Regions from separate parts of the Mus musculus genome. Here region 1 is linked to region 2. A link is a contact called in public HiChIP or PLAC-seq data. All regions are on one chromosome and are shown on one strand. The core of a region is the stretch at or near the end of the contact, and the rest is flanking DNA. Distances in the headings are between cores, read along the strand shown.

Region 1 (6,589 bases), core at 3,196-5,695, 390 kb before region 2:
CTTGCTGGGGTGGTGGCACATGCCTTTAATCTCAGCACTCACAAGGCAGAGGCAGGTGGAGCTCTGCAAGGTTGAGGCTAGTCTGGTCTAAGCTCTGGGTTAGCTAGGGCTACATAGAGAGGCCTGTCTCAGAAGAAGGTGGAGGAGGAAGGGGAAGAGGAAGGGGAAGAGGAAGGGGAAGAGGAAGAAAAGCAAGAGGAGGACTCCCTCAAGGTTCAACAATTCTTGCAAAAGATAAAAGTTTATAGTCATACAGAGCAGTGGTTCGCAACCTGTGGGTTGAGACCCCCCTTGGAGTCGAATGACTCTTTCAGAGGGGTCGCCTAAGACCATTGGGAAACACAGATATTTACATTATGATTTATAACAGTAGCAAAATTACAGTTATGAGGTAGCAATGAAAATAATGTGTGGCTGGGGGGGAGGGGGTCACCACAGCACGAGGAACTGTATTAAAGCTCACAGCATCAGGGAGGCTGAGAGCCCCGGCTGTGGAGGAGGGTGAATGCCAATCACACAGAAATATAAACTACAGCAAAGGAGAAGGCACAGGGCCTGACCCAGAGGGAGCACGAGGGAAGCCTGGAGCGGAAGACGGCTAGGCTGCGGCCTGGAAGGAATTTACACAGGGAAAGGCTGCGACATGGCGAGACTGTGGGCAGAGGAGGAAGAAACGTGCTCGACCATTTAGAAAATGACACTGTAAGGTGTCTTCACAGTTCTGCCAAAGAATTCAGGGGACTCAGGAACAAGTCATATAGAAAATTAAGGGGGGAAAAAAGTGAGAGACAGAAAGTACTGAAAATTACACAGCAAAGTACACAGTGATAACGAGTGTTCACAGACCACCAAGTCTTACAGTAAGTGCAAGATAATAATTTAATTGGGACTTGTGAAGAAGGTAGGTAGGCTAGGAAGTTAAAAGGTTTTTAAAACTTGTAGAGAGATATCTGAGACACGGTGAACAGTGAATTCTAAGTCAGCCTGGGCTACAGGCCCTGCTCAGAATCAGACCCCCCCCCCCCCCCGCCCCATATTGAGACTGTAAGCCAGGCATGGTGGTCCGTGCTGAAATCTCAGTGCTCAGAAGGAAGCAGAGAAACTGCTGTGGCCTGGGCTACACAATGAATAAATAAAAGAAGGAACAGAGAAATGAATTACTCAAAAATGGGGACACAGCTAGGGAAACAATGAGGGGAGCTGTCAGCAGGAGTTACTCTCTGGCACGGTAGGTAGCACACGACCTGGAGTCCACTGGTGATCTTGGCAGGAACAATCAGAGGACAGGAGATACGATTAGATCAGGGCAGACAGAGGGGTTCGGTGCTGTGGCAGATGCCTGCAATCCTAGCACTCGGGAGGCAGAGGCAGGATGTTCATGACTTTGAGACAAGCTTGGTTTACATAACAAATTCAGGCCAGCCAGGATTCCATAGTGAGGCCCTGTCAGAAACAAAACAGTGACAAATACAGAACAGCAGTGTCACTGGAGGGCAAGGAGGGCAGCAGGCAGTAGCTGGGGACTGCTGCTCATTAGAAACTGTTACGTGACTTCATAACTAAGCTTACTGTTTATTAAACTAAATCCACCGAAGCCAAATGGTCATGCGCACTGACCCATGATGCTATATAGCACCTTTAGCAGGTGGCACTGACCGGCTACTCAGGAGGTTTCTTTGTACCTCATTTTCTATTTGATGCTTACTCTCCCCTCCTGCTTCTTTGAGAGAGAATCTGGCCCTAGAGGCAGGACTGACCTCAAATGTCCTTTACAGTCCAGGCTGGTTTTGAACACATGACCCTCCAGTCTCAGCCTCCTAAATGCTGGTGACACATGCTATCCCCAGGCTTCCGTAAACTCTTGAATCCTTGACTGTCTGGTCTCATTTCCTGTTACCTCTCTGTTTTTGTCCCAGAATCTCAGTGAACTCCAGGTTAGCAAACATGAGGGATACTTTCAGCCACACCAGTGTTATCTCTTCTGAAATACCAGTCATTTTCCTGCCTCAGGACCTTCACAAACATTCCAGGAATTTTTGCATGGAAAGTATTTGTTAATGGGAATATTTAAAACATCCCTCAATAACTACAATTCAGGCTTGAACTTCAACCATTTAAACATTTAAAAGATTGTTATCTTGTGTTTTCCCTGCATGTATGTCTGTGCACCATGCACATGGGTGGTATTCACAGAGGCCAGAGGGAGCGTCAGAGTCTATGGAATTGGAGTAATAGATATTTGTGAACCACCGCGTGGGTGCTGGAAGTTGGTCCTGGGTCCGATGCGTGAGCAGCCAGTGCTTCTAACCACTGGGCCGTCTTTCTAGCCCCTCAATCATTTTTAATAAATTTAGAATTTCAAAAACTGTAAGAGTGTAAGTTTTTGAGAGCCCTTGGGTTCAGAGACTCCATTTCTACCATTATGGCCAGGCAGAACACACCTTTAATTCCAGCACTTGGGAGGAAGAGGCACACTGTCTGTGTAAATTCAAGACTAGCCTGATTTACATATGAGTTTCAAACCACCTATGGCTAAATAGTGAGACTGTGCCTCAAAAATTAAAAAAAAATTATTTTATGTGTATGAACAGTTTGCCTGCATGTATATCTGTACACTATGTAAGTATGCATTGCACCATGTATTTATGCATTGCACCATGTATATATGTATGCATGTGCACCATGTATATATGTATGCATGTACACCATTTATGTATGTATGTATGTATGCATGCATGTGTACCATGTATGAATGTATGCATTGCACCATGTATGTATGCATGCACTGCACCATGCATGAATGTATGCATGGTACCAAGTATGTATGCATGCACTGCACCATGCATGAATGTATGCATGGTACCAAGTATGTATGCATAGTACCAAGTATGTATGTTTGCATTGCACCATGTATGTATGAGCATGCATTGCACCATGTATGTATGAGCATGCATTGCACCATGTATGTATGAGCACCTCTCCATGGTACCAGGAGGCCAGAAGAGGGTGTCAGATCCCCTGGAGCTGGAGGTTACAGGTGGTTGTGAGATGGTGCTTAGGTACTGGGAACTGAACCCAGGTCTTCCATGAGAGCAGCCACCTCCCCACTCCACATAGCTTCTCTTAGATTTTTGTTTTAGCTGGGGTGGTGACACACGCCTTTAATCCAGTGCTTGGGAGGAAGGAGAGTTGGATCTCTGTAAATTCAGGGCCAGCCTGGTCTACATAGTGAGTTCCAGGTCAGTTAGGACTACATAGTGAGACCATGTGTCAAAACAAAACAATAACAGTAAAACCAAACAAGAAAACCCCTTACACTGATCAGGTGAGATCTAAAGGGTAAGGGGCTGAGATTACAACTGGAATAGCAGCACTTCCCAGGGTGGCCCATGAACCCACACCATCTGCCCTTCCTAGGGATTTTGTTTTTTAAATTATTTTAAGCCAGGCAGTGCCCCACCTATGGATCGTTAAAAAAAAGATTTGTTTGGGGCTGGAGAGATGGCTCAGTGGTTAAGAGCACTGACTGCTCTTCCAGAGGTCCTGAGTTCAAATCCCAGCAACCACATGATGGCTCACGACCATCTGTAATGGGATCTGATGCCCTCTTCTGGTGTGTCTGAAGAGAGCAATGGTGTACTCATATAAAATAAATATTAAAAAAAAATTGTTTTAAGCCGGGCAGTGATGGTTCATGCCTTTAATCCCAGCACTTGGGAGGCAGAGGAAGGTGGATCTCTGAGAGTTTGAGGCTAGCCTAGGCTACAGAGTGAATTCCAGGACAGCTGGGGGGTGCACAGAGAAACCTTGTCTAGAAAAACAAAACAAAACAAGTTTTATTTTTTATTTATATGGGTGTTTTTACGTCTATGCACCAAGTGCATGCAAGGCCAGCAGAGGCTGGACGAAAGCTTCAGATCCCGGGAACTAGAGCTCAAATGGCTGTTAACCACAACATGGGTGCTAGGAACCAAGTCCACATTCTCTGGAAGAGCAGCCAGCGCTCTTCCCTGCCGAGCCCTCTCTGCAGCTCCCTTTCCTAGGCACAGTTTTAGGTGTGTAAGCACCAGGCCTTATGCTGCACTCCCCAACAGCAATTTCAGGAGTGATGCAGGTGGAATTTTTTTTTCTCATTTTAAAATTTGAAAGCATATTTCTAGGTAAAACTAGAGGAAAACATCTCTAATCAAGAGCCCTCTAGTTCTTAGAATCTACATGCATACATATATTTAAATGGTATATGTTTTTATTCCAAACCTCAAAGTTGTCATACTGCAAACAAGAGAGTATGACTAGAAAAACATTTTTTAACTCTGGCCTAAATAAAACAAGTTGACAAATGAGTTTAGGCCTTAGAGTAAAAAGGAGAAACAGCCAGCTCTGTGCAGCTCACTGATTTCAGACCAAGAGCTTCCTAGGAATTAAGGACTGTATGTACACTGTGATGGTTTGTATCTGTTTACCCAGGGAGTGGCACTATTAGGAGGTGTGGCCTTGTTGTAATAGGTGTGTCACTGTGGGTGTGGTCTTAAGACCCTTAACCTAGCTTCCTGAAAGACAGACTTCCACTAGCAGCCTTCAGATGAAGATGTAGAATTCTCAGCTCTGCCTGCAACATGTCTTTCTGCCTGGATGCTGCCATGCTCCCACCTTGAAGATACTAGACTGACCCTCTGAACCTGTAAGCCAGCCCCAATTAAATGTTGTCCTTATAAGACGTTTCTTGGTCATGGTGTCTGTTCACAGCAGTGAAACCCTAAGACATACGCACTAAGTTTTTGGTAATGTTTCTCTCAAACCACTGCTGCACAGCTGTGGGGCTCACTCACAGGCTGTAGGCTCCCAACCCAACCATGCCTCTTCAGGCTAGTTGGGACCATTACTCAGTGGGAGAAACAGCTTCCCAGATCCTGGTACTTGCTGTACACCTAGCAATTTGGGGGGCTGAGGCAAGAAAATCTAGCCCATGCTACATAGTAGACTGTGGCTCAAAACTAATAGCAACAAACATTCTAGGACCCTTGGAACATACTCAGCCATCCTATGCATAAGACTCCAGCTGTAGCTTTTTGGTTTAGCTCTACATAGCAAGAGGGCAGAGGGTCAGACCAGTCATTGACAATTTCACACATTTACATGAGGTAAACCCATCACTCTCCCCCACACCCTCTCTCATTTCCATGGTTGAAAGCATGCACCATTCCTACAGGTGCCTGGTTCCTAGCACCAACATGTCAACGTATAACTTTTATAACTTCTTTTAGCTTCCAAGGGGCACCAGGCATACATGGGGCATACATATGTACATGTAGGCAAGACATTCATGCACATAAAATAAAAATAAATAAATCTTTAAATCATATATATAAAAGAAAACAAAAGGCCTTAGCTGTTGGGATATAAAGCCTTCTAAAATATATTACATATTTTTGTTCTGTTTAGACTACATAGGTTATAACGTGACTTTTCTTTGACAATTCTAGTTTTTTTGTTTTTGTTTTTTGTTGTTGTTGTTGTTGTTTGTTTGTTTTTCGAGACAGGGTTTCAGGCAACAATTCTGTTTTTTAAAGATTAAAAAAATTACATGACTAGCCAGGCATGGTGGTGCACGCCTTCAATCCCAGCACTTGGGAGGCAGAGGCAGGAGGATTTCTGAGTTCGAGGCCAGCCTGGTCTACAAAGTGAGTTCCAGGACAGCCAGGGCTATACAGAGTAACCCTGTCTCAAAAAAACAAACAAACAAAAAAAGACTGTAAGTGTGTCTGTGTGTATATGCACATGTATGTGCAGGTGTTCGCTGAGGACAAGAACAGAGCATCAGAACTCCTGCAGCTGGAGCGACAAGCGGTTGTAAGGTTTGATGGGTGTCTGATGGATGTTGGGAACTGAATTCTGGTCCTCCAACAGGGCACCAAGTCCTCTTAATAGCTGGGCCACTTCTCCAGCCCCACAATTCTCTACTGCTAGTTAATGGTCCAGTTTTTTTTTTTTTCTAGGTGTCAACTGAGGACTCAGATACCAAATCATCAAATCTACAAGGACTGGGTGTTAGGACTAACTACATTTTACTCTGCCAACTCTATTCACCAGTTATCAGGAGGCCTAGCCTGAGAAGTGAGGCCAATGAATAAATAAGTAGATGACATCCAAATTAAAGAATAAGTAAAATTATCTTTATCCCCATATGAAATGATCCCGCTATCAGAAAGCCTCCAAAATCCCACAAAAAGCAGTTAGAACAAATTCTGTAAGGTTGCAGGACACAAGATTAACAGGGAGGGAGAAATCAGCTGTGTTTCTACACACTAACCATGAAAACCCAAAATGGAAATTAAGAAAATGATTCCATATATAGTAACATCAAAAAGAAAAAAAATACTTAGGAATAAACTTAGTCAAAGAAATAAAAGGCCTGTACACTGAGTCCAAAGCCAGCCTGGGCTAAACAGACCTTGTCTAAAAGAAACAAGAAATTAACCATCAAGAAAGAAAAGCCAGCTCAGGGAATGGGAGCAAGGCACTTATCTGATTGGCAGGTTAATGTTAAATATGTAAAGAACTCATGCAACTCAGCCAACATTATGTTAGG
Region 2 (6,564 bases), core at 2,524-5,023:
TTTTCTTAACTCCTGAAAGTGTTGTGCGTGGGTTCCCTTTCCATTGTACCCCAATCCATCAGCCTGGGAGACTTGAGGAGGCATGTTGCTTAGCACATGCCTTTAAACCCAATACTCCCAGTAGGGGATCTCTGAGTTTGAGACCATCCTGATTTACATAGTGAATTCTGAGTCAACCAGGGCTATGTGGGTTTTTTGTTTGTTTGTTTGTTTTGAGACATTGCTTTAAAAACAAACAAACAGTAAATTGGGGAGGACTCGAGGAGAATGGGGACTGTGGGTTTGGTGGCTATGTCTGGGATAATGGGAAGATACTTGCTGACTTGGGTGGTGGTCTCTGGGGGCAGGCTCCGACTGTGAGCAGAAGTGTAGGTCTGACGTGGCACTGAAACAGCTGCGAGTGGCTGCTCTGATCAGTCGTGGACTGGAGTGGGTAGCCAGTGGCCAGGATACCAAAGCCTTAAGTGACTTCCTCCTCAGTGTGCAGATATGCCCAGGTATGTTTACTTGAATGACATTGCTGTGTATGGGAGGTCCGAGTACAGGCTATGTACTTGGGCAGAAGTGTAAAGACAGTATTCCCAGAGAGGGGGAAGGGATAGGGTTGTACTGTATATACTGAGCTGGTACCATGTGTGCATATACAAACCAGTATGTTTGCAAGGCTCTGAGAGCTCCCTGGTCTCCCTATGTCCTCAGACACAAAGATCTGGACAATGTGGGGATGGTTTTTGTAGGGCCAGGGCCAGTTGAACACTTTGTACTAGGCAGGCAATGGCCTCTGGGGGAGGTTGGTTATAAATAATCTAGTTCTGGTTTCATGTGTGTGTGTAGAGAAGATAGTTTCTCTCTCTTAGTCCGGTTTTTTTCTTTTAAAAATGATGCCTCGGGCCCTATCAGGTTCTAAGTCTTTGTACCTTGGGGTGGGGCTCTAGGCAATAGAGATGGCTCCTTTTACCTGCTTCAGACTCTGAAAAGATTGGATCGGAAGAATGAGGCCAGTGCTTTTTGGCGGGAGGCCCACAGCCAGCTGCCACTGGAGGACGCTGCCGGGTGAGCTGAGTGCTAGCTTGGGCTGAGGGGGAGCTGGAGTTCTGTGCTTCTGAGACCTAGCTGAGGAGCAGAGGAAGGAAGGATGCAAACTCTGACGTCTTTCACTCTCAGCCATCGTCGTTCTTGTTTTTCAGGTCTCTTCCACTGTATTTAGAAACCTGTTTGAGCTGGATCCATCCCCCTAACCGCGAAGCCTTCCTTGAGGAGTTTGGGACTTCGGTGTTGGAGTCTTGTGTCCTTTAGCTTCCTTGTTTCCAGGATCTTGAACTTTGGCCTCTGTGGACTCTTTCCTTGGGGAGGGTTTTAGATCTTCTTTTTTTTGTTTTCTTCTGCCTTATCCTCTTTGGAGAGTGGCTGGAACTGATTGTTTCTAAGTAACTCTTTTGCTCCTGAGGCTGGTCCTGTGAACCTTGATCTACTTGCTACCAGTCTAGTTCCAGAGTGGTTCCATGAACAAATCACTGTCTGCTCATGGCACTTTTCTTCCTTCCTTCCTTTCTCTCTTGTGTGTTGAGTAAAATCTTCTATTTATGTCTTATCTGCTTACTACACATAGTTGAATGGGAAGGAAGGCTCATGGCAAGCTAGTTGGGTATTGGCTGTTTAAGATGCTCTATTTCCAACATCCGTCTTCTGTCTGCCTTCCCTGTCTCCCTAACTCCCCCTTCCTTCCCATTGTCTTTTTGGTAGGTTGGATTCTGGGGACTAAACTGCAGTTCCTCATAAAAATCCCCATTCCTACCCTTTTCCCACCCTGCCATCTACCGTAAGAGCTTGAGACACAAGCCTTTCTGAGGGAAAGGCTATGTTAATCCTTCTGGAGGAGCAGTTTTAAGTTACTAATTTATCCTTCTTAAGTTACTATTAAAATTTTGAATTGCTTATTTTAAGTTGTATGTGTGTGTGTGTGCCCTTGGAGGACAGAGGCAGGCTGTTGTGAACCACCTGACATGGCTACTAGGAATCCAGCCTGTGTTCTCTCTAGCTATGTTATCTAAAAGCACAGCCAACAGCCCTAGGAACCTATGCTAGGTGACAGGGAAGAAAGTTAGGTCTGGGGCATGATCTTGACAGGCCTCCTAAGGAAGAGTAGTACTTGATACTTAAGGAGGTGAGGACATGTGGTACCTGGCTTTAATCCCAGCACTTGGAAGGCAGAGGCAGGCTCTACATAGTAAGTTCCAGGACAGCCAGGGTTATGTAGAGAGGCCCTGTCTTTTTTTGTTTGTTTTTCGAGACAGGGTTTCTCTGTGTAGTCCTGGCTGTCCTGGAACTCACTCTGTAGACCAGGCTGGCCTCGAACTCAGAAATCTGCCTGCCTCTGCCTCCTGAGTGCTGGGATTAAAGGCGTGCACCACCACGTCTGGCTGAGAGGCCCTGTCTTAAAAATATTAAAACAAATGGAGTTGGGGTTGGGGAGATGTTTCTCAGAGTAACTCCATCTGTACAAACATCTCTCAGGTCAGTCTGTGTGGGTAGGAGGTGAAGGGTGAATTGAGTCAACCAGAGCCAACCAACCATCTTTTGACTATAATGAAAGTCAATGGATTGTCTTTTGGGACACAAGGACCTTAAGTCACAGCACTTGGTTGATTTTCTTGCTCTTGGGCACGACTGCATTTCTGAGTGTTCTGCAGTTGTCCTTGACTTGCATGAACCTCAGTGCTCTCCCTCCCCAGATAATATTTATACTCTATGGTAAGGAGTGTGTACTCCCAAGGCCTGAGAAACTGCAAAACCTGCATGATTACAAGAGAGTGCAAGGGCAATAGGGTGAAGTAAGAGCTGGGGTGCTGATTCAGAACTGGGGTCCAGAGAAGAAGAGGGGGTGGGGTAGGTGGGGCTAGGTTTTTGTTTTTTGGTTTGTTTGTTTGTTTGTTTGTTTGACTCGAGTTTAGTTATGCAGCATTATCTGGCTTCAAACTTTCAATCTACCTTTAGCCTCTGGAGTACTGGGATCTAGGATGTACACCACCATACCCAGCTAATTTTACCTTTTAAAAAATTTTATCTAATTAGTTTTGAGACGGGGTCTCACTATGTAGCTCTGGCTGGGCTGGCTGGAACTCTTTTTTTTTTTTTTTTTTTTAATAGATCAGGCTGACTCAAAAGTCACAGGTTGCTGCCTGCCTCCGAAGTGCTGACATTAAAAGCATGGACTACCACATTGCTTTTAAAATTTATTGAAATACTGTTTGGGACTAGAATTAAAGATATGGTCTTGTATCCTGGGTTGATCTCCATCTATTAGTCTTCCTGCCTCTCATCTTCCCAACTACTAAAAGTACAGACCTAGTCCATCAACCACGCCCTTGGTTGGAGCCAGTGTTTTAAAGGAGCATGAAGGATTTTAGTATGGTGGAGTAAGAGGATCCCTAGGATTGGCGAGAAATGAACAATGTGGGCTATTATTACAACCCAACTAAACTAATAAGGGTTCAGGCCTTTGTGCGAGGTTCTTCCAGCTGCTTATAAACTAAGGAGCCAATCAATTGAAGCCAAGTAGGAGAGGCCTCCTCCGAGGGATAAAGAGGATATGGCCTATTGCCTTTGTCGATTGGTCAAGACTCCCTATCCGTCGAGGAAGCGTAGTGCTGCGGCCAATTGACGTGGCGTTACTAGGCGTGTTGCAGCCTTGAGGCGGGGCCAGGCCACAAACGAATTTTCTGATTGGTTACGGTCTGCGGGTTGCTGGGGAGAGGCACGGAGAGGCGGGCACGAGTCCCAAGGCCGGCGCTGATTGGTTGGGGTTAGAGCAGCTTTCCTTCCGATGATTCGGCTTTTCTCGGTTCAGTCTCCGTGAAGCGTTTGCAGCCGTCGTTTGATTAGTCGCTGCCCCCCTCGCGGATTAGGAGCTAGCGTCTCCCGCCCGCCCGCCTGCCGCCCCGGTGCCCCTGGGAGGAAGCGAGAGGGAGGCTGCCAGAGGGTTTGTCACTGCTGTTGCTCCTCCGCCTCAGCGAGTCCAGCCCCGGCCTAGTCGGTCGCCTGCCTTTCTCATAGCCGTTACCCTCAGGCCGCCACAGCCGCCGACCGGGAGAGGCGCGCGCCATGGCCTCTGGAGCCGAGTAAGTGTCTGCGCGCGCCCGCCCTCCCGCTGGCTGCGGGGGCGCGCACCGTGGGACCCGCCGTGCTGGCTAGGCCCGGTCGGGCCGCGTCGGAGAGTCTAGGCCGGGAGGGAGAGAGAGGGAAGGAGAGGCCAGGGACGAGGGAGGGCCTCAGGCCGGGCTGTGCACCCGCGCGCCCCCTAGGTCGGGTCCGCGCTGGGCCTGGGTCGGAGCCTGGACAAGATGGTGCTGTGTCATGCAGGCCCCGACCGCCTGAGTAGCTCCCTCGGCGCGGCGGCCCCGGCCTAGTTAGACTTTGGGGTCCACACTCCCTGCGTGGAGACCTTTGGCGCTGGCACGCCGGTCGGCCATGTCGCCGACCACACGCAGAAGACCCTGAGCCTGAGAAGGGAAAACACTGCAAGCCCGAGGCCGCGACTGGGCCCGGTGGGCGTGGACTTGGGGCCACGTGAAGGCCTCAGGAGCCCTGAGACTCTAGGGAAGGCCGGGCCAGGGAGATCTGAGGAATCCAGCCCGGTCTCGGTGGATCTGGGACGGTGTCACTGCGGGAAGTTGGCATCTTCTGAACTACGTGTAGTGAGGGGCTGTTAGGGAGAGGGCAAGTCATGCCCTTCTCAAATGGCAGTTTTTCACTGTGGGAGACCTGTTGTAAACACCCGGAAGTTTTAACTAGGGGCTTTTTTTTTCGTTAGTGTTTTGCTTTGTGTATATATTTTTGTTTTTGCTATGATCGGAGGTGGCTAGAAAGGAGTTGGTTTTCTTTTATTTTTAGGCGCTGAAGTTAGAATCCGAGTTGTTTTTATTCTTTGTATCTTAGCTTTGAGAGCTTGTAGGTTAGAGTTGGCTTAACTCTTCAAAATAAACAGATCTCTATCCCCAAGCATCTATGTTGAGTCTCTGGACTCTTATAGCCCCACCTTCATCTTTCAGAGAGCATAAAATAAAACCTAGCCATCTCAGCCCATTTAGTTAGAAACTAGAGCTTCCCATACAAAAACAAAGCAAACAAAAAACTAGCAAGTGTAGGAAAATATACAAACCCAGAGGTTTTGAGGCCATTAGGTGTTTTGAGTGTTGTAGGTTTCATTTCTTTGGGATGAAGTATTCACTCAGTTGTTTGGCTAAAAGGACTTTTTTTTTTTTTTAAATAGCTAGGCTAGGATGGGTGGTTTTGTGTACATACATAATCCCAGAACCTGAAAGAAAGGCAGAATAGCACATTACTAGGCTATAGGCTAGCTGCACTGGGAGTCTACTTATTGAGCCCTTGTCTCAAAAAAAACAACAAAATACACTTTTAAAATAAATACTCTGTCAGTCTTTCAATTTTTTTTTAAGTTAAAATTCTTTTTTTTTTGAGGCAGAGTTTCTCTGTGTAGCCCTGGCTGTCCTGGAATTCCCTCTGTAGACCAGCCCGGCCTCAAACTCAGAGAGGTCTTTCTGCCTCTGCCTCCCAAGTGTTGGGACTAGTGGTGTGAGCTGCCACTGCCCCATGTTTTGTCCTTTGATATCAGGGACTCAAGTAGACCAAATTGACCTCAAATTCAGCCTTGTAGTCAAGGCTGTGTTTGAACTAGTCTTGCTGCCACCACCTTCCATATAAGGGGGCTACATGAATGTCACAGTATGCCCCACTTATATCTAGATTTTTTTTTTCTTTTTTTAAATTAGAATTCCTTTAATCTGGCATCATAGGCAGTTTCTGCCTTCATTGTGGTGGTTCTTACCTGAATTTCCAGGTTCCTTTTGTGGTCTTTGAGTTCTGGAAAGGACCTGAGTCATGCAGATGACAGGAGATTCCCTAAAGAACATAGAGAGCTGGAGTTTACCCTCTGCTCTTTTGGAGGTACCAGCTCTAATCCCCACGGGTAGCTGGAGAATTTCAGGAGTTTAAGGGCCTGCTACTCAGCCAGGGCTAGGGTCTGGATTGGTAGGTGGATTGGATGGAGGTTGTCCTGAAAAGCCCCTTTGAGAATACAATACAAAGTGATAACTTGAGGCACTCCTGTAAATCAAACAAGATGCACAGCCTCTGGGGGAAGATATTGTCGTAGATGTGGGCCAGTAGAAAATCTGGTGGACTTACACATATTTATTTTTTGAATCAACAAGAGCTAAGGAAACTCCCATTACCCTATAAAGTAATGGTTAGAGATGTAACAACATAGTTGAGTGTTGCATGCCTGTGATTCTAATAAAGACAGGAGGATCACTGCAAGTTCAAGGTCATCTTGGTTTACATAGCCAGGCAGAGCTATATATAGCAGGACCCTTTTTTAAAAACAAAATAAGTGAAGGTAAGCTATTTCCTGTGGCAGTGCTTTTTTGTTTGATTTTGCTGTCTCATCTCTACTCTAGAAGAGTGCTTGGTAGACATGCATAATATGATTACTGCTATCCTTGAAACAGTCTTGGTATGCAGCTCAGGCTGACTTGAAGCCTTTTG

Evidence for each region. HiChIP or PLAC-seq counts read pairs in DNA pulled down with a chosen protein or histone mark.
Region 1: a contact with region 2 is called in an HNF4G HiChIP or PLAC-seq map of pancreatic cancer cells. The contact joins the enhancer-like site here to the promoter of Vcp in region 2. A contact is called at or near these places in 2 of 39 promoter capture datasets (cranial neural crest and neural stem cells), 6 of 115 datasets of contacts at active chromatin or transcription factors (the NIH/3T3 cell line, bone marrow-derived dendritic cells, bone marrow-derived macrophages and 2 more) and 2 of 9 other capture datasets (adipose tissue and liver).

The regions. Positions count from the first base shown.
Region 1 is chr4:43,385,022-43,391,610 of GRCm38.p6, reverse strand. It overlaps a transcript of Rusc2 not described here. Among named protein-coding and RNA genes, the nearest start is that of Gm46850, 6.3 kb to the right of the region's middle. Within about 2 kb of position 4,445, at least 10 of the 459 cell types and tissues checked have an H3K27ac peak or open chromatin away from gene starts, as enhancers often do. A contact at or near this core is called in pancreatic cancer cells, where this site is marked.
Region 2 is chr4:42,997,716-43,004,279 of GRCm38.p6, reverse strand. It overlaps Vcp (valosin containing protein), which reads left to right and starts at 3,773. Exons shown (of 17, transcript NM_009503.4): 1 at 3,773-4,118. The coding sequence starts at 4,102. It overlaps Fancg (Fanconi anemia, complementation group G), which reads left to right. Exons shown (of 14, transcript NM_053081.2): 12 at 348-497; 13 at 936-1,053; 14 at 1,188-1,943. The coding sequence ends at 1,296.